Linked DNA regions of Danio rerio: region 1 is linked to region 2. The links are chromatin contacts, called in public Hi-C maps. All regions are on one chromosome and are shown on one strand. The core of a region is the stretch at or near the end of the contact, and the rest is flanking DNA. Distances in the headings are between cores, read along the strand shown.

Evidence for each region. Hi-C and Micro-C count contacts between places; a contact is called where the count stands out from the background.
Region 1: a contact with region 2 is called in a Hi-C map of embryo, with 2.3 times the contacts expected there. The contact joins the promoter of ppp4r4 here to the enhancer-like site in region 2. A contact is called at or near these places in 2 of 18 Hi-C or Micro-C datasets (caudal fin and embryo).

Annotation. Positions count from the first base shown.
Region 1 is chr20:30,016,416-30,019,115 of GRCz12tu, reverse strand. It overlaps ppp4r4 (protein phosphatase 4, regulatory subunit 4), which reads right to left and starts at 1,366. Exons shown (of 25, transcript XM_073933301.1): 1 at 1,129-1,366. It overlaps asb2a.1 (ankyrin repeat and SOCS box containing 2a, tandem duplicate 1), which reads left to right. Exons shown (of 11, transcript XM_691298.11): 11 at 1-523.
Region 2 is chr20:29,919,936-29,922,635 of GRCz12tu, reverse strand. It overlaps si:dkey-85n7.8, which reads right to left. Exons shown (of 2, transcript NM_001386316.1): 2 at 2,636-2,700. Among named protein-coding and RNA genes, the nearest start is that of si:dkey-85n7.8, 6.4 kb to the right of the region's middle. Within about 2 kb of position 1,300, at least 6 of the 62 cell types and tissues checked have an H3K27ac peak or open chromatin away from gene starts, as enhancers often do.

The DNA of each region.
Region 1 (2,700 bases), core at 117-2,616, 96 kb before region 2:
ATTTATCTTGTCTATATGTGTATTCTTATTTAAAATGTAGGAATATTATATGTACGAAAAATGATATCATGTGAAAGAAAATAATAACTGCTATTTTTTTGCAATATAGTAGAATGTATTATGAAATGTGTATAGTTTTGTATTAGGTTTTGTATTTTTTACTTCTTGCTGATTTTTAGTCAGGTCGGTGTATATTTCAATGTTTTGTCTTGCTTACAAAGCAAACTAAGTGGCAAAGCTACGTGAGATAATTATCTGAATGATTTCCAACGACATGATGATAATAATTAAAGTGTTATACAATAATTAAAGTTACAGTATTTGAGATTCAATTAGCCTATTCCTTTACAAATTTTGAAGATTTTCTACAAACTAGTGTATATGTATGAATAATAAATAACCTAACTTCCATTCCTGGGTATAATGATGTACAAAATTACCGCCCTTTTTCATTTCATGGGTTGTTCTTGGGGTTTTTCAGCTACAGTTTTTTTCTGTTCTTTAATAAACGATTAACACAGTTCTTGAAATGTTATTATTAAAAATAAAAAAACAACACCTCCAAACTGAACCAGTGTGAAAAAATATAATAAGAAAACAGTTTTTCTCAAATTAAAAATGAATGTCCCTCATTTGCTCATTCACCTACTTGCTCATCTGCACACGTTTTCAATCAACATTTCCAACGTTACTTCAACGTTAAAAATAAAACTGAGAAAGAAAACAAAACTCATTTACTTACTAACAGTTCTAACGGTGAACAAAATTACGGAATACGTTGTTCTTAACCAAGTACGTTACTTTAAATAATGTAGCTACTGAAAACAACACTTTGTGGACCTTACTATTCAGAGTCGGAAGTGACGTCATGAGTTATTCAGTGTTCATTCGGATTTATTTATTACAAAAGCAATAGCACAAAAAAATGAATAAAAGGTCTATACAGTCATTATAAAAAGACTATTGTATTATTCTGTGTATGTCGATTAAGTGTTAGCTACAACGTGGGTAGAATAATTGGTTCTGGTGTCGTCACGTATTGCCCCCCTAATTGTGTCTGTAACTTAGGGAAGTAATTAAAAATACTTTTAAAAACAATAAACGTGTAAACAAAATTCGTACAAATACCTGTATTTACATAATGTTGTCAGCAGTAAAGCTGTCAGCAATACTCAGAGAGAGAACACAGAAGCTGCCTCTATGTGTCCTTGAATGTGGGTGTTGTTAACCCTGATCTGAACTTGATCAGGTCAGTTCGGGTAGCAGCCAGACAATGTACTTTCCAGATGGCCAGACTTGAGAGCAAAACTGATTGCCCAGATTCAGTGTTGCCAACTTTTTCCGATGGTAAGTAGCTAAAGCCTGTATGGTATGGAGGCGAAGGCCGTAGCTAAATGTTGCCAGATGACGTCAAGCACTAATTTGCATATCAGTGACGTCATCACGTAGTATCTGACAAGAAACCCCGTCATGTTTCTACTCCCTGAGGCGGTATCTCTCTGTCGGAGGTATTACTTTATATTTACACATTACATCCAGAATTTAATCAATAAATAGGTTCTTATTAACATATTACTTAGCGTGATGACGTCATTGCGTAATCGCAACTTAAAACTACAGCTCTTTATGTAGTATACAAAATAATGAATGTTTTCTCAGATTGATTGGCCATCTCAGCAAAAACCTTGTTTGAAAAATGTCCATTTAGATTAGTATGAAAAACTGTTCAAAAGCATGCAAATCCCAAATGTGCTCAGCCAAAAAACGCAAAAGGTGCAAATTAACTATTCATCAAAGGCGGCAACACCACAGCTCCAAAAATACAAATTTATTAAATTAAAAAGCCTGATACAAAGCAGATTTGTATGAAATTGAGATTTTAATGAAACTTTATAGTTATAGCACTATTGGAATTAATTGCTACCTAAATAACCAACAATTACACATGTTAACAATTTAACAAATATCAGTAAATTAACGGTTATGAAAAACAATCGAGCTCGCGATTTACTCTACTGAGTGAAGCCTGCAGCCACTGCTTTGAGTCACTTTTTAAAAATAGCTAAAAGTAGCCAAATGACAGTTAAAAACTGCTAAATTTGTTGCTAGTTGCTGTTTGAAAAAAAAAAGTTGCTAGCTAGTATGAAAAGTAGCAGCAAAATTGCTAAGTTGGCAACATTGCCCAGATTCTCAATATGTTCTGTTTTCCCAGCAAATGATATGGTCTGCTTGCAGTGCCTCATATCATAGACAATACCTGAAATACAAATGCTGTGTAAAAAAAAAGAAAGAAAGATAGAAACCTTATGATTTTCAAACGTGATAGCCCGATGTTGTATCTTTTAATCGTTCATTCGGAGTAAATATTGATATTTAGTATTAAATAGGCCTACACATACAAATGGCATTTCATGTTACCAAGAAATACAACTTGTTTTTGGTTGTGACTAATTCTTTTGTCACCTCGTCATTGAACATCTTCCAGATTAGCATCAGAAGCTGTCGTGACTGATCTGGGTTGTGCAGAAACCCGGCAGATGTGGTGGCTTTGCAGGTTAAACAATTTCTTGAGGTTAGCAATAAATAACCTCCTGCAGTGTCTCTGAGTTCTCACCAGAGGGCAGAATAAAAAGATTAAATGTGGTACAGTACTATGTTATTTGGATTTTTTGTTTTTATTGCAGTAACAGGTCATTACAA
Region 2 (2,700 bases), core at 51-2,550:
TTAAATAAAAGATCTCTTAAAATGAATTTACAACAAAAAATAATTAATATTTATAAATTTGACTGCTGGACTGCTCCATGATTGAGGGTGGTTTGTTTTTTTTACTTCATTTTATTATATTTACATAACATTACATTATTATTATAATATTATATTTTATTGTACATTAAAAAATATTTAATACGTAAAAGGGTTTTTTTAGACTCTCACTATACAAAATATGACAAGAATAATATCATTTATACTTCAAGATATTTATTGGGGGCCTCCAGAAGTCCTGGGGCCCAAAAAAGCCCTTTCCTTGCTTATTAGTAAATCCGCCCCAGGAAGCACCAGGCATATATATATATAATACTATATTATATATATATATATATATATATATATATATATATATATATATATATATATATATATATATATATATATATATATATATATATATATATATATATATATATATATATATACATATATATATATATATATATATATATATATATATATTATTTTGTATTTAACAGAAGAAAGAAAAAACTCTTTAGGGTTTGAAATCAATTTAGGCACAGTAAATGGTGTAGTATTTTTTTATGAGGTGAACTTCCTGTGTGTGTGTGTGTGTGTGTGTGTGTGTGTGTGTGTGTGTGTGTGTGTGTGTGTGTGTGTGTGTGTGTGTGTGTGTGTGTGTGTGTGTGTGTGTGTGTGTGTGTGTGTGTGTGTGTGTGTAAAAATAGAAAAACATCTTGTATTTTTTTTTAAATCTCAAGAACAGAAATAAATTGATGTTACAATAAGGCTGAATCTCAACATTCCTGCTCTTCTGGAAAAATAAACAAGCAACGGGGATTCTAAAGTGCTTGAGACCAGGGTCACTGCCTGAAAGATGGACATACTGTCAGTTTAATTTTTAATTGCTCTATGCCAAAAAAGAAATGTAGCCTATAACAGAAATAGTAATGCGATTTTATGAAATAAGCCAATTTCCTCGTTCACCTATATTCTCATACCACAAGACATTGTCAGAACAAAGTGAACAGCTTCATGATAAAAACAAAACATTTTGACCGCTATGACCTCCCTCTATCACATAATAGGATTTCCTTTGCTCCTAAGGGGACTGAAACACTCTGGACAAACACTGGCCGTATCATATTTGTGTTTTGGATGCTATCGAGCACATCAGTGTTCTGTGTGCTTTCCTCAAGTAAACAGACCTTTCCACATACTCAGTGTGGGTGGTAGTTTGCCGACTGCTTTCACGTTGCAACTGTACTGAAGCTGAGCAGGTTTAAGTCTACTGTACTGTGTTATTTACACCAGCAGGGGGTGCTTACCTTGATTTCTGTGTGAGTCTCAAGCCTCCCAAAATAGGTGAGCATATAGTGATTTGAGGGTCCTAAGCAATTCCAGTCCATTTCTAAAATGCACCCATTCTACTTTTTTTTTCACTAAAAGTACATTCAAGCAAACTAGAATCCACTAGAGCTCCAAAATGAATCAATGCATCTCAATGTGATCACATTCATATGAAATGTCATTTTTCCGACCAAATAAAGCATAATCTCACAGAATTGTCTTAGTTTTATTTTATATCTCCGTTGAAAAAAAACTAAAATAATCTAGGCTATCACAGATGTCTTAAAGTTAACAAATAATAATAATAATTTCAAAACATTGCCACTCATTAAAACCAGCACATTTTAATGGTGTTTTGGGACATTTTGGGGTCCATCAGACCTAAAATACACTCTTTATACTTTTATTTAAATTTTGTTTAATTATGTGTTTTTATTTATATTACATAAAATGTCTTTTCTATGTTCCATCTTAATGCAATCTCTACTTTTTAAATGAATAATTTTCTTAAAATGTAAAATTTTATTAACTAAAATAAGATATGTGTGTGTGTGTGTGTGTGTGTGTGTGTGTGTGTGTGTGTGTGTGTGTGTGTATATATATATATATATATATATATATATATATATATATATATATAATTATTATTTTTATTTTTTAAATAAATTTGACTGCTGGACTGCTCTATGATTGGGGGGTGGTGGACAAATTTGTGCAAATGTAATAATTAAATTTTATTTTATTTTATTATATTATTATTATAATAATTTATTACATAACATTAGATTATAATAATAATATTAATGTTATTTTTATAGTTTGACTCTCACCATACAAAATATGATAGAAAACAATGTTATATATTTATTCATTCATTCATTTTCTTTTCAGCTTAGTCCCTTTATTAATTCGGGGTCGCCACAGCGGAATGAACCGGCAACTTATCCAGCACGTTTTTACAAAGTGTATGCCCTTCCAGCCACAATCCATCTCTGGGTAATGTTATATATTGTTTACAGGTATAATTTATTCTTCTAGATATTTATTGGTGGCCCCCAGATTTCCTGGGGCCCTAAGCAGCCGCTTACCTTGCTTATTGGTTAAATCCACCCCTGAGAAATGGTTCTTGACATTAGTTAAAAAGGTGTTGAACTGAGGTTCAGTTTTTCTTTGTTCATAAAGCAATCCCAGCGTGTTTTCTTTTTAATAATAGGAGTTAGAGAGGAAAGATCTGCAGGTAATCAAATGCATAAAGTAAAGAGCATCGAGGCAGCAGCTCGTTTCCATAATGATGCAATTTATCAAGGTCAGTACAAATGAAGTGGAATATGGGACTTTATAATT